Regions from separate parts of the Mus musculus genome. Here all the other regions are linked to region 1. The links are chromatin contacts, called in public promoter capture Hi-C maps. All regions are on one chromosome and are shown on one strand. The core of a region is the stretch at or near the end of the contact, and the rest is flanking DNA. Distances in the headings are between cores, read along the strand shown.

Region 1 (5,073 bases), core at 1,747-4,246:
AACCAAAAGCATTCCTGTGAGATCTTCCTTGGCACACAAAAGTACTAGGTGGTGCTTCCCCCAATAATAAATACTGAGCTTCATAAACCCCCCACTTTCAATGGTCACCTCTTACCTCTCCCCTTCCCCTTTTAGTTTCTTCTGTTTTTAAGCCAGTGGTTTCCTAAGAGTGTGGTAGGACTGCCTAGTGGAATAGCTGAATTAATTTTAGGACTCTCTAGATGAACATTTTTCTATGTTACTAGCTATATGCTTCCTTGAGTGACTCTTGGAGCAGAACACAGCTCGAACATCCATCATTGATGTAAAGTTTTTAAAAGCCACATTATTGTTTAGACTGAGACTAAATTAGAGCAAAATTAAATTATTATCAAATGGAAAGTATTAAATAAATAATACCATAGCGGGGGTATTAGGTCATTCAAACATCTTAAAGGGGTTTGTGCATGGGGTTGGAGAACACTCCTTCAAGAGTCTTTCTTTCTTTTCTTACTCTCTCCATGTCTGGCTCTGACATACGACTTCCTGGTATGTGTGGCTGGAATTCTGCTCTGCTTGCTGTGGGAACCCACTCTTTCCTTACCGCAGCACTGACATAGTGCCCAGCACATAGTAGGAATCGAGGCTTGCCCCTCAGCTTCTCTGCTTGTATAATGCCTGGGGCCAACCGTCCTCCTGCCTCTGGGCCCTGCCCCTTAGCAACAAGCTTGGCGCTCCAAAGTCTGATCCTCCAGCTAAGAGGAGGAGACAGGGGACAGAAATAGAACAAGAAATCTTGAACATAGATAAAAGGCTTTTTGATATTTGCATGAAATATGCTACTTTAAAAGGAACTATTTTTATAGTATTATCTATAAGAGATTATAGGCAGAAATTAATTTTCTAAGTCTTTCTAGTTAAAACAGTCTGTGCACAGGAGGCATTTAAATTCCTCTTTTAATAAAAACCCATGTATTGTCCTGCAGGCAAAGGGCTTGGTTTCTTTGTATGATTATTTTGCTGTCTCGGAGGCCAAGAGAAATTTGTGAAACGCCATAAAATCTTCTCTGCTTACTTCACCGCATTCCAGACTTGGTCTCTCTTCCTCATGAAGGATTACTGGGGGTGGGGGGGTAGGAGAAGGGCAGAAATATCATAATATAGCAACCCAATAAAGTATTGTCAAGCCATGAAACACAGCAGCGGTAGAAAATAATGCTCATTGAATGAAGAGAGGTTAGGCAGGACTTCCTGCCAGAACTCAGTGAACAGGGGGCTGGCTAGTAACAGGATACAAACTGACTGGGGGACCCCTAAGCAGCTGAAGTGTTAATTTATTAAATATCCCTTGATTTTCAGGGCTTACAATAAAAAGTATTTGTGGTCGGGAGAGTGAGAAAACAGGAAACACAAGTCTTCTAAGCCCGTTTTTATGCTTGGAACAAAACCACCCCTTTATCCAGGCCTGAACCTTGTGTGTTTATCTGAAAGTGCACAGGGAGCAAGCGGCTGCTTCATTTCTATTTAAAGTGCCTCTCTCTTCCACATGGGTTTTGGTGCCAACAGGGAGCCTTCCTGTGGTGCCCGGGGACCCTGCTGTCCTCCTTGTCTGTCTTCTGCCTTGATCTGCAGCGTCCTCCCTGGCTTGATGAGTGTGCCCTGGCTCAGTTTCCCCGCTTTGGTCCAAATTCACAGGGAAGTGGGAAATGGTTTCCTGATCAAAGCTGAACTTGATCTCTATCAAAGAAGCTTTACCAGCCTGGAAATCTGAGCCACTTGAAAATGTAGTTTAGATCCAAGAGGGAAACTACTCAACTGTCCCTGCAGGGCCAGGTTGAAAGAAGAAAGGGGCAGGTCCCCAAATAGGAACTGCCTTTAATGTGATTTCCCCAGAACAGTGTGTTTGACCCGAGCCTCTGTCTTTGTGCTTCATTTCCATTGGCTGTGGCCCGTCTTGTTACAGTAAAGGTTAGGGTGGGAGAGGCCAGAAAGAGAACCCGTTCTCTTCCTCATACTCACAGGGCCGAACATTTCAAATGAAGAAACCATGGGAATGGCTTATAATGGCTTACCTTGTACAGAAGTAAGAAGCCTGATCCCAGGTTGGTAGTCACTCAGGAGCTGGAGACGTGGCTCAGAGGTTGAGAGCACTGCCTGCTCCTCCCCAGGATCCAGGTTCAGTTCCTAGCACCCACATGGCGGGTCACAGTCTTCTATAATGCCAGGGGATCCGACACCCCTCTTCTGGCCTCTGCAGGCACTGCATGCATGTGGCACATGAACACACACGCAGGGGAAACATTCATACACATAAAATAAAGTTTAAAAAAGAAAACAACTTGGGCAAGAGATTTATATCTTTAAACCTCAGTTTCCCCAGACTTTCTATAGGATTAAGGGCAGTTGGTGGTCCTTGTTGATTCACAAATGTCTGTTCTTGACTCCATCCACCGGGTACCTTCTTTACAAAGTACCATTTCTTCCCGAAAAGTCTGGAGCAGGGATGGTTGTAGATTTAACACTGTCCACTTATTTACTTTTCACCGAAGTAGAAGGCTGGCCAGAAGGACTTTAGACCTACAAGTCAGATTTTTGAGCTAAGTCAGTTGGTAGACTGGTTGTCCAGCATGTAAAAAGCCTTAGATTTGATCCATTATCAGATAAACTGGGTGTGCTGGTACATGTCTATAATCCTGCATTCTGGAGGTGGAGGCCATTTTGGGCTTCATAACATGTTTGAGGGCATCCCGGACGACATAACTCCCATGAAACAACAAACCCAAGGACAGCTTAAGGAGTTGAAATGTACAAGTACCTGCTATACGGGAGACAGTTACTCCATCTCATATACTATAGTTCTTGAAGAGGACGAAAGAAAATGTAGGTAGGTGATGTAGACTACTATTCTTATTCTTAGATGGGGGACATCATACCTTCTCTGGCTTAACTGATAAACTGGGGTGACCCAGGCAGAGACACTCAGCTCCACAAATTCAAGTCTTCTCCTCTGTCACAGGTGACCTGTGTGGCAGATTGTGATGCGGGGAGGTGTTGGAGGGGTGGGGGAGGGGACAGCATCAAGACATCTGGTGCTGGTGAATGCCTCGAGATTCCCTCTGTGTTAGTCACGTTGGTTAATTTACACATTGCTGGGGTAAAACAGCTGACAAGCACAACTGAAGAAAAGAAGGATTTATGTCATCACAGTTTGAGGTTACAGTGCAGTTTGGGGATGGGGTGGGGGTGGGGTGTGACCTTGAGGTGGGTACCCATGAGTTTTGCTATCAGGAAGCTAAGGGAGATGAACTCTGGTGTGGAGCCTTTTCATTCAGTTCAGGGCCCCAGCCTGTAGAATGCTCCCATCCATATTTAAGGAGGGTCTTCCCATCCCAGTGAACCCAACTTAGACATTCTGCCACAGACACACCCAGAGACCTATCTCCTAAGTGGTTATAGATCCTGTCAAGTTGACAGTGTTAACTATCATGGTACACCGTGAGTCTGATCCCCTCAGCTGTGTGGAACCAAGGCTGGATTCAAACTGGCCTGGCTTGAGCCCATAGCAAGAGATTTCAGCTTCTTCATGGCATCCCATGGAAGCTATGTTAAGAATAATGCCCAGGTCCCATGAGGCCTAGGGTACAAATCTGGTGAATTCTTTTCCATTGTTTTCTCCATCTTGCTACAATGTAGATGGTAACCACAGGGCCACTAGAGACCTGTGGGATTGGGAGGGACTTTGTGACCATAACTGCTCTGTTGATTAGGCATCAGAAATTTGTTATTCCTGGTTATGCTAGCTTTCTTTGCTCAAGCATGGGAGTGGTTTGTTAAATGGTCCGAAGCCTGTTCCTTTTATGGTACAAACATAATCAAGGTAACAATTACAGTCCATGGCAAGACTCGGTGAGAACATGGTGGTAAAAGAGCAGGCTTGAGGGATGTTAGCTCTCAGGAAGCCTAGGCAGTGTTGCAGTGTTGCAGTGTTTTAAAATCTTTCAAGCATTTCCAACTTTAATGAATGAGAAGGTATTGCCAAGGCTATCTATCTATCTATCTATCTATCTATCTATCTATCTATCTATCTATCTATCATATGTAGATCTTCTATTATTACCTATCCATCTCTCTATCAATCTATCAATCATCTATCTATCATCTATCATATGTAGATCTTCTATTATTACCTATCCATCTCATCTATCTATCAATCTATCAATCTATCAGTCTATCTATCAATCATCTATCTATCTACCTATCTGCTATCTATCATCTGTAGATCTTCTAATTTGCCCATCTATCTCTTGTATGTATGTATGTATGTATGTATGTATGTATCTATCTATCTATCTATCTATCTATCTATCTATCTATCTATCTATCTATCTGTAGATCTTCTATTCTTACCCATCAATTTCTCAACTATATCCACTTATCATTTCTCTATCTTACATGTACCAATCATCTATTCATTCACCAGCCATTGATCCATTCATCCGTCTACTTATCTATTTCCTACCTCAACATTAAAATCTAACATGTGAAGATTTTCTTTTAACTATTCAGAGATTCTGGCAGGACAGTGATGGCTTTTTGTTCCCATAAAGTAGCAATGAAATCAACACAGAGAGGAGCCACTACTATAGATCAGGCATGTGTGCCATGTGTGCTCCTGTTGGTCCTCTCCCTTCACTCTTTGCCCTCTTCACCCATGGATGCTAGTGCTAGGCTTGGCCCAGACTCACAGGAGTGTCTGAACTTTTGACATTAACATTGTAACACAACATGGCTAGCTACGGAGGAGTTGGTCTGTGTACCCAGTTCTCCCAGGATGCATACTACCCACAGGCCACAAGGTAGACTTGCTTGGTAGACTAAGATGGAATCCTGTCAGGCTGACTTGGATCCAGCAGGATACATCACTCTTCTCTCCGGTCTCTCTATCCAGAGGATGAGACCCAACCCCACCTTGCCGCTGTTCCACACCAGAGTCTCTGATCTCCCTTTAAGATTCCTGCACACACAATTTATGGTATATTGCTTTATAGCTCTTGTTACTAATGGACTGTGTAGAGCTCAGCTTTACAGTTAAGG
Region 2 (5,073 bases), core at 923-3,422, 420 kb after region 1:
AAATAGAGAATTACTTGGAGGAAGGTACATAACTCAATGATATCCAACACATAATACACACTAACATGCACATGTAATTATAAATTTTGAAGCATATGAAGAAAAAAAATGCATAATGGGAAGGCTTGCAACTCAAGTGACCTGGGAAAGTTTTGTAGAGGAGTCTTTATCTTGTTGACGACAGCCAGGGGAAGGACGTAATCAGACTCCATTGAGGCAGAGGACATCCCAGACAGGCAGACATGTTTCTGAAGGCCTGAATCTCCCAGTGTCTTCATGGCCCTTGAAGAATATGGTAAAAGCTTAGTGAGGAAGAAACATAACTCAGCCCAGAGGTACACAGAGTTGGGAGCAGGCTGTCTCATAAAGCCGACAGCAGGCAAGTGATCCCCACAGCTCTCCACCTTGCAGAGGTCAAGTGAGAATCTAGCACTTGTGGGTTGTGGTGTTCTCAGCAGTGGCAACAGCACCCTCTGATGCAAGCAGACCAGTGGTTTCTGTTTTATTTGCATACAGAACTGATGGGGAAGACAGAAGTTCTGTAATTGAGACTCTGAAATGTTGGTCACACGGGTCACATTGCTCTACTAACACTCTGAACTGGTCTTATGTCTCAAAAGGCAAGTAATATACAGACATTTAGGAAAGGAAGGCAGTATTGCAATTGAGCTCTTCCGAGTGTGACCGCTGCTACTGACCATTCTGCCTTAGAGGTAATGAGTCATTGGACTGGAGAAGTTGTGGGGAGGGGGGCTCGGGAGTCAAGATCACATGCTGCTCTTCCAGGGAATCCAGCTCTGGTCCCTAACTTCTACTTTACACAGCTCACAACCACTTTAACTCCAGATCCAGGGGGTCTGATGCCATTTTCTAGCCTTTGTGGATACCTGCTTACATGTGGTGTGCATATACAAACACACATATACACACATGCACAAAAACATATATTAATTAACCTTTTTTGAAAAAGAATAAATGTTGAATAATAATTCTCTAAAGATCAGGGCTCAAAAAGTATTTTTCGAATTAACTAGACTTCCATAAGTAAAAGGTCCGTGTGCATGTTTGTAGATTCATCATTTTTATTCAGTCAGTAATTCCTTATTCCCAAATACGAGCATTTAATCAGTTTAGTATTTGCTGAACAGACAGTAACTGAGCACTAAACAAGGTAACAATGTGCTGTCTTGGAGAAGAGGATGTTAAAAATCAGGGAAAGGCAGGGATCAGGAGACAGGTGGTCTGCCTTCAGAAAGCTGATATTATGAAAGCCAACCTAACATCCACGTGATTACAAAATAGCACCGCATTCTTTGGGTCTCATGGACAATGCAGATTCCAAACACTGCCTGCTGTGCCCTGAACGTACAAGTCGGATATAAATAGGCAGACATGCACAGAAGAGTGTCCCCAAAAGGCTTTGGTTGTTAGGGGGCAAGGAGATGCCCATGTGTAAAGGTGTTCGCCATCCTTTTTTCAAAGCTCAGCCACATTAGGCATGCTGATCTGAACAAGGGACATAGTTTGTTAGGGGAGGCAGTGCATAGAGTAGAATGTGAATTATTCCTCAACCTGAGTCTCTCTTCTCACCTTCTTGTGTGTCACAGAGTCCTAAGAAGGAAGGGTTGAAGAAAGGAATATTCCCCAAAACTGTTTTTGCTTTAGCAGCACTGGGGCTGGAAGCCAAGGCTCCAGAAGAGCTATACCACTAATCTATTCCACATTTTCTTTGGTTTTATTTTGCTTTGTTTTTAGGTAAACAGTAAGTTGGGGCTGAAGTTGCTGGTCTTGAAAGGATGTGCTAGGGGTAAGGCACAAAAAAACAGGTCCCGGAGCCCTGACTATGGGGTGAATGAGGTTAGACTTTCTATATTTCCTAACACAGAAATTCTTGAATATTGAGTTGAGAGAGAGAGAGAGAAAGAGTGTGTGTGTGTGTGTGTGTGTGTGTGTGTGTGTGTGTGTGTTTGCTGAGCTAATCTCCTAATTAAGGGGAATACACTGAAAAGGGATAATGATACTTTTTCTAATTATAGAAATGGATCTAACGCATCAGAGATATTAAGGTCATTGGTTTATTTTCAACTTCCTTTGAGTTCTACTGTGTTCTGTGCCTAGCACCTCCCCCAGATTATTATTTTAACAGTATTACTGGGGATGTTAGGCTCGAGATTAACTTGAGGTTAACAAACTTTTGTTTTGCCAACATTCGCTATGTCCAAACACAAGCAATTGACATATGCAGCTTGCCCTCTGACCAAAATTGACGTTCTTCCTCGTGTCTCTCAGCAAATCTTCCTCATGTTTCCTGTGATACATAAGGTCAAAGAGTCGATGGTTTCTTTCTTTTAAGAGCATGCCCGACATGAGTTTTTGACATTTCTCTGCAGCTCAGACATCTTCCAAGTTAGAGTTTAATAATATCTTGACCCATAACCTTTTGCTTCAAAATTGGTTTTGGCAAGAAATCAAAAGTAGAAGAGTGTCTATATTAAATATTGATTTTTAAAGACGTTTTTCTTGCCCTTTCTATTTCTTTCTTTTTCTCAGAAGATTAAAGACAATAACGAAGGTTAAATAGCCTTTTAAAACTTCACCCATTTTTCCTTTTTCCCCTGTTACTTTATTTATTTATTTATTTATTTATTTATCTCTCTACCTTATAATAATGTCATTTGGGTAAAGTTTAATCTCGCAACTACAAATAAGTACTAAAAACATTTTTACTAAAAATGAATTAACTTAATAATTTGACTTTGAGATACTCTTATCAAGAAAGAATTTAATCCAAAACCAAACACAATTTGAAGAAATAAGCTTGAAAAAGAACCTTACTTGTCTCTTATTATTATTTATCATCATCATCTTTGTTTGGTTTTAAAAAGAAAAGTCTTAATATGCATCACGAATTGGCCTCACGATTGCAATCCTCCTGCATCTCAACCTCCAGGGTACTGAGATTACAGGTGTGCATCACTGTGCCCAACTTATTATTTCAAATTATCTAGATTCACTTCCATTGCCCACTGTACTGGTTTTATTTCCTTTCCTGTGATAGAAAACATCCTGGCGCAAAGGCAACTTAGAGAAGAAAGGCTTCATTTGGTTTCTGATCCCAGGTCACAGTCTGTTATTATGTGGAAGTCAAGGCAGGAACTTGATGTTTCATATGCACAGCCAGAGCACAGAGAGGACAAATGCTTGGGATTTTGCATGCTTCATTCGTAGCTGTCTTCTTGCTTACACAGTTCAGAGGGCAGGCATAGGGGATGGTGCCACCCACCTACACACTGAATCTGCCCAACTCAATCTCAGTCAAGAAAATCTCTCTCACCCATGCCCACAGGCAACCCAATTAGACAATTCCTCTCTAAGAGTCTATTTCCTGGTGTCTTAGTCAGGGTTTCTATTCCTGCACAAACATCATGACCAAGAAGCAAGTTGAGGAGGAAAGGGTTTATTTGGCTTACACATCCATACTGCTGTTCGTCACCAAAGGAAGTCAGGACTGGAACTCAAGCAAGCCAGGAAGCAGGAGCTGATTCAGAGGCCATGGAGGGATGTTCTTTACTGGCTTGCCTCACCTGGCTTGCTCAGCCTGCTCTCTTATAGAACCCAAGACTACCAGCCCAGAGATGGTCCCACCCACAAGGGGCCTTTCCCCCTTGATCACTAATTGAGAAAATGCCTTACAGTTGGATCTCATGGAGGCATTTCCTCAACTGAAGCTCCTTTCTCTGTGATAACTCCAGCTGTGTCAAGTTGACACAAAACTAGCCAGTACACCTGGTGATTCAGGATTGTGAAACTAAGGGGCAGAGGTAGAATTTCTCAATAAGCACCAGGATAAGCTGTTGTCCACTGAGCTCATCCACCTGATGCTGAGGCATACTGATCCTCACCAGGCCAATGCTGCTACTGTGTGCTAGCATGGTTTTGTTGCAGATTCATATTCATAAGTGAGGTAGGATTTGTAAATTAAATGATATGATACAAGTGACTCCTAGTCCAACGAAACTGCTTTTAACAAGGGAAGGGAGTTGAGAGGGCTCTTTTAAACATGCATGCTGAGACAAGGCTATGCAAACACATCACACAAAACTTCTAATGTAGGAGCTGGAATGGGAGACTCACTGAACCCCCATCACACTGATCCTCTGTCACCATAAAACTCTGAGAAAGTCAACTCCATTGGCAAGGCCATGCAAATTGACCCTTGGTATGAAGAGGTGATTGTCACCATGCTTTTGCTGCTGTGTGCATTGGAAAATGAATTAGGAGATCGTCAGCTCAAGTCATTTGAACCTGAGTGTGTCTCCATTGGTCCTCTCTTCAGAGCTCCTTCTGAATTTTGAATCAGGAAATAACAAATATTGATGTGATGGTTTGTATATGCTCAGCCCAGGAAGTGGCACTATTAGGAGGTGTGGCCTCTGTTGGAGTAGATATGTCACTGTGGGTATGGGTTATAAGACCCTCATCTTAACTTTCTGTAAGACAGTCTTCTCCTAGCAGCCTTCAGATGAAGATGTAGAACTCTCAGCTCCTCCTACACTACGCCTGCCTGGATGCTGCCATGTGTCCCATCATGATGATAATAGACTGAACCTCTGAACCTGTAAGCCAGCCCCAATTAAATATTGTTCTTACTAGGGTCGCCTTGGTCATGGTGTCTGTTCAGAGCAGTAAAACCCTAACCAAGACAATAGAACTAACCTCTCGAAAGCTCCCAAATGTTTAGATGTCTTTTTTCTTCATTTCTTTCTTTTAATTTTTCAGGTTTAGCACATGCACAGGAGATCAATGAACCATTCTCCATCCTTGTCCCCACCATTTGGATTTTGTGTTTAGTAAGAGGTTATCATCTGAGAGCTCAGAAGTTCAGGTCGAAGATCAGGGGAAAAATTACTATCAATTTCCTTGAAATTACAAAGTTGAAATAAATCCAGGATTTGCTCTGGCTGCAAAATTTGCTTTCTGTAAAACATCTTAAATAGCAAATAAGCAGTGTTGTGCCTGAATATAATTGATGGTGTCCCAGGATGCCATATTACAGTCAGCTTTTATTAATTG
Region 3 (5,073 bases), core at 1,879-4,378, 340 kb before region 1:
AGAGACAGGTCTCTGGTTTTCAGCCTCGGCAGGAAGCCAGTTTACCTGTTAAACTATCTCAGTGGTCCTCCAGGATAATTTTCAAATAGGAGTCCTTTTGAGATTCTTCAGTGACATAAAAACAATATCAAAAGTTGCCTGTTCTGTAATAAACTATGTTTTTTAAAAAAACAAAGGGTCTGGGTGCAGTGTGGCATGTCTTGAATCCCAACACTTGAGGCAGAGGCAGAGGCAGGGGGATGTCTGTAAGTTTCAAGCCAGTGAAAGAAGAATAATCTAGGAAAACAGACTTTCTGACACTTATTGCCTTATTCAGTTGCTTTGTTTCTATCACTATTTAATTATGAATTAATCTCAATATGTTGTAGCTAGTATAAATAATGCCCACATGATAATGGTATTATATAATGATATTATAATAATGATCCTATTATTCAACCTCCAGCTGAAGGAAACCCAAGCATGTGGGTGGCTACCTAACATATCCTTGGAGAGCCTGAGGAGAGTTGAAGGATGCCTCAACTTGGCTCTCAAACACTTAAAAATAATACTTATTGAGGCTGGAGAGATGGCTCAGTGGCTAAGGGAACTGGCTGCTCTTCCAGCCGTCCTAAGTTCAATTCCCAGCAACCACATGGTGGCTCACAACCATCTGTAATGGAATCCGATGCTTCTTCTGGCGTGTATGAAGAGTGACATTGTACTCACATACCTTAAATAAGTAAAAATGAAATAATACTACTTATTATTTTCTTTTAGTTGTAAAATAACTACCTTGCTAGATAAATAAGTTCTCAAATGACTACAACTACTTCTTGTGAACTCTTTAACCAGTTTTATTTTATGTTTGACAGTGTCTCTTGAAACCACAGGAGCCTCACCTCACTTTGTAGGCAAGAATAATTTGTAACTTTTGGTTGTATTGGCCCTACCTCTGGAGCACTTAGATTATTGGCATGTATTGCCACGCCCAGTTGAAGCCAAGCTGGGAGATGAACTCAGGACCTTGTGCAGGCAAGCATCCTGCCACGTGGGGCGCATCCTCAGCTACCACTCTTTAAGCTTCTGGCGTGTTGATGGCTGGTTCTATTTTTATATGCATTGCAGACATCAAAGAGAACTATGTTTGCTGAAACTAGCAGTAACAAAAAAGAAAAAAAAAAAGCTTGAGGATAAATAAGGAAACAGAAATCCTATTCTGAGGTACTTTAATCACCAGCTGGCTTAAGCACTTCCGGGACACATCCCCTGATGACTTAGAAAGAGATAGGCCCACATCATTTCTTCTACAAAGAGAAAGGTCTTTCATAGCAACTATCTATAGTCTATAGGTAAGAACCCACACACATCCTCTTCTAGATTTCTTCCTAGGATTATTAAACCTGCGATACTCAGCCACCAGTATTTCCACATTGGTGATCAATTTGAAACTGGTGTATCATTTTGGTTTTCTCTCTCAGGGTGTTTTAATCTGAGTTTGAATACAGTGTATATTATGTGGTAAACGCTGCATGTCTGAAGATCATCTCTCTGTGTCTATTTCGTCTGTGTGTGTGTGTGTGTGTGTGTGTGTGTGTGTGTGTGTGCATGTTTTTGTTTGTGAGTCAGGTGTAATGCCCAGTTCCTGCAGCTCATGTTTGTAGTGCATAATTGCACCACAAAGCAGCAGCACAAGAGACTTGTGCGCTAGGTCAAAGGGCACTTCATGAGAATGGAATTCAGACCTGGGTTTGGAGGCACCTGTGTGAGTTGAGTGTTGGTAATTTTGAGTTTCTTGTGCTTTTACAACGGTGGGTCATTACAGACTGCAAAAGTAAGAGGAAAAGCACTCCTAACTGGATAGCAGCTTCTAGAATCACCTAGTCCAGAGCCTCTCAACCAGGCACTTATCCATTTGAGAGGAAGGAATATATACATATACATATATATATACACACACACACACATATATGTATGTATACACACATATATAAACATACATGTATATATCATATATATTTATATGCATATAAACATATGTATATATTTATACGTATATGCATATATATTTATACATATATGCGTATATATACATACACACAAATTTTCCCTCCCCCCCTCTGTATTCAGTGTAGGGGGGCGGTATGCCCATGTCCTGGCGCATATGTAGATATTACTTTTGGGAGCTGGTTCTCTCCTTCCACCACTTGGATCCTGGGGATTGGAACTTAGGCGGGGAGGTTTGGCATTAGGTGGGCACCATTCCTTGCTGAGCCATCTCACTGGCACACTCAGTTTCTTTTTAAGAAGTCCATCTTTCAACTGACTGCTTTAACAAGGAGGTCTGTAAGTAAGATGACCATATCATTGAAAGTCCACTTTGGAACAAGTGAGATGTCCCCAAAATAAACAGGGTCATTCTGTTTATAAAAGGAGCCTTGCCCAGGCCTTTAATGAGGGTGGTGTAGGAGAGTTGATTTGGTAGAGTCTTCCCTCAGGAGGAAAATGTCCAAAGCCCTACACATTTCCGGTACAAGATATGTCAAGGGGTAATTTTAAACACTTTACAAGGGTGTGTACATCCTCTAATTAAAAGTCTAAGCTGGATAGTTCAGTGGTGGACCAGTTGCTCACTGTGCTTAAGGCCTCGAGTTCAGCATTTCAGCATCTCCCCTTCCTCTTTCTTAATAAAAGCCTGTGCTAATAACGACCAGGCTTCTGGATAGTGTTGTCTGCTGTCACTTTAGAAGCGAACAAACCCGGGGACAGAAGTACTCGCAAAATGTGTCTGTCTGCCCAGCCTTCAAGAGCATGATCTTTGAGTGCAGCCATGTTTGAGAGACAGATAATGGATCCTTATATCCCTGATTGGTCTGTCGGGTCCGGTCAGTTCATGCCTTTAAACAACTTCGGGCGGGATGCAAGAAGAAGGCGCACTTTAAACCTGACAAGAAAACCACCTGCCAAAGATTTCTATGGCGAGCCTTCTCTAAGGCTCCACCCCGCCCACCAGTTGAGGCCCCGCCCACTAGCCGACAAAACCCAGGCGGGTTCAGGCCCCGCCTGCCACAGACCCCACCCACCCGGACTTGCTCTTCGTATTTAGGCCCCGCCTACCACACAACAGGCCCCGCCCACTCCCCGCCCTCGCTTAAGCCCTGCGGTAGCAGAGGGTCTGTTCAGAGTCTCGGGTCTCCGTGCTGTTTTAAAGACAGAGAGGCTCCTAGTACGCTTGCGCGGCGTCGTGGGCCGGGTTCCCCTGCAGACCAGACTTGGTACGGCCGAGCGGTTGGTGCAATCTGCAGCTGCAGCCCTGGGGCGCGCTTTTCAAATCGGCCGTGCCTTGCACCGAGATGGAGGGGCAGCTGCTGAGGGGTCTCGCCGCGCAGCAGGTGAGCGAGGCAGGGGACTGGAGAGCTGCAGCCTGGGCCGAGACCGAGAGCCGGGCGAGCTCCGCGGCTTGCACGCCTGAAGGGTGCACCGAAGGAGGAGAGCGAGGCCGGGGGCAACAGGAGGACGCCGGGGCCCATCCCACCTGCCGGTCTTCCAAGGCTTGCAGGGGAGGTGATGCTCCGGGAGTCGGTGCTCGAGTTGCTCCCCGGCCCGCGCAGCTGGGCGTGTAATGCAAGGTGCTGCTTGTAGCCGTGTGAGCCAGCATCAAACTGTGGGGCGCCGCGGGGTGAACGCTCAAATGGCATGTTCTTAGCTTTCCAGGAAGGTGTAAGTTTAAACATGGATACATGCACAAATACTAGGAAAAAAGGAGGACGAATCCAGTGTTTGTTTGTTTTTTAGCTATCTAAAATATGTTCAAAATCTTTTACACTTAGTGTAGTCGAGAATATTTCTTGGGAACCCCAGTCAAGTGTTAAAAGTATTCTTCCTGTTCATTATTTTAGTATTTTAATGAAAAGAAACCCCTTATATCCTTGTAGCGACATCTTCATTTTAATTTTAATTTTCACCTCTTACCGGCTCCTGAAGTATAGTAGTTCGAACCATATACTCTTGCCAGATTTGTGGGTCGAGGCGAATACTGCAGGATCATAGAATTTCTTTAGTAGATGCAGTATTGTTAGGAAGTCCTCTGTAATTCTCTGGAATGTTGAGCCAGGCTTTGTTTGAGTTATTGTGCAAACCATATTAGTAGTCACAAGACGTGTTTGCTACAAACATACACAAAACTTTCAACTTTCTTGTGAAATATTTCTTATTTTTGTTATGTATTCTAGGTATCCTATTTGCCTTTGTCAAAGGGTAGCCTTGAACTCCTAAAACTCCTCTTGCCTCCACTTTCCTACTATGGACTTTATAGGGCTGCCACACCGAGCCTGACTTAAGATGGAGTGGAGCTGGGTTCTAACCCAGTGCCTTGTGCATTCTAGACAAGCCCTCAATCAGCAGAGCCACACCCCACGCCTATGTTGATGGTTAACACAGCCTCTATTTCTACTGAACTAAATGGAGATCTGTTAAGTTTCTTTTTTTGTTGTTGTTGTTTTGTTGTTTTGTTTGTTTTCGAGACAGGGTTTCTCTGTGTAGCCCTGGTTGTCCTGGAACTCACTCTGTAGACCAGGCTGGCCTCGAACTCAGAAATCCGCCTGCCTCTGCCTCCCGAGTGCTGGGACCAAAAGTGTGCGCCACCATCACCCAGTATCTGTTGAGTTTCTTATGGGGATTGTGTGAGTGCTGGTGTGGCCATCCAAGTGTGCTATTAGTGCGACAGTGACATTCAAGAATGCTACAGAAGAGAAAAGAGGATAACAGAGCTGAGTGTATGGAAGGGAAATATGTGTGTGTGTGTATGTGTGTGTACATATATATGTATATATGTGTGAGTGTGTATGAATGATGCATATAATTTCAATATATATAGCAAATATATTAAGGCTTATTTATGTAAATATGACAAGATAGTAATTTCTAATCCTAATATCAAAACATAGAATTGGCTTTTGTTTGGGTCTTGAAGATAAGCAACAAAATGTTAATGGGTTTCAACTTCACAGGAATACTGAGTCAGGAGGAGGATTTTATACTTGACTAACAAACACTGTGTTCTTAGTTTATGTGTCCCCCGCCCCCAATTGAAAT

What was found. Promoter capture Hi-C pulls out the DNA fragments that hold promoters and counts their contacts.
Region 2: a contact with region 1 is called in a promoter capture Hi-C map of liver, with 2.8 times the contacts expected there. The contact joins the enhancer-like site here to the promoter of 4930545H06Rik in region 1. A contact is called at or near these places in 4 of 39 promoter capture datasets (frontonasal cranial neural crest, liver and pre-B cells), 1 of 484 Hi-C or Micro-C datasets (granulocyte-monocyte progenitors) and 1 of 115 datasets of contacts at active chromatin or transcription factors (embryonic stem cells).
Region 3: a contact with region 1 is called in a promoter capture Hi-C map of liver, with 2.9 times the contacts expected there. The contact joins the promoter of Rtkn2 here to the promoter of 4930545H06Rik in region 1. A contact is called at or near these places in 3 of 39 promoter capture datasets (embryonic stem cells, liver and stem cell-derived epiblast-like cells) and 1 of 115 datasets of contacts at active chromatin or transcription factors (bone marrow-derived macrophages).

Annotation. Positions count from the first base shown.
Region 1 is chr10:68,318,146-68,323,218 of GRCm38.p6, forward strand. It overlaps 4930545H06Rik (RIKEN cDNA 4930545H06 gene), which reads right to left and starts at 2,997. Exons shown (of 3, transcript NR_045357.1): 1 at 2,913-2,997; 2 at 2,052-2,556; 3 at 920-1,098.
Region 2 is chr10:68,735,344-68,740,416 of GRCm38.p6, forward strand. All of the region lies in intron 1 of Tmem26 (transmembrane protein 26), which reads left to right. Among named protein-coding and RNA genes, the nearest start is that of Tmem26, 14 kb to the left of the region's middle. Within about 2 kb of position 2,173, at least 5 of the 459 cell types and tissues checked have an H3K27ac peak or open chromatin away from gene starts, as enhancers often do. A contact at or near this core is called in liver, where this site is marked.
Region 3 is chr10:67,976,442-67,981,514 of GRCm38.p6, forward strand. Rtkn2 (rhotekin 2) reads left to right here and starts at 3,129. Exons shown (of 12, transcript NM_001359319.1): 1 at 3,129-3,371. The coding sequence starts at 3,333.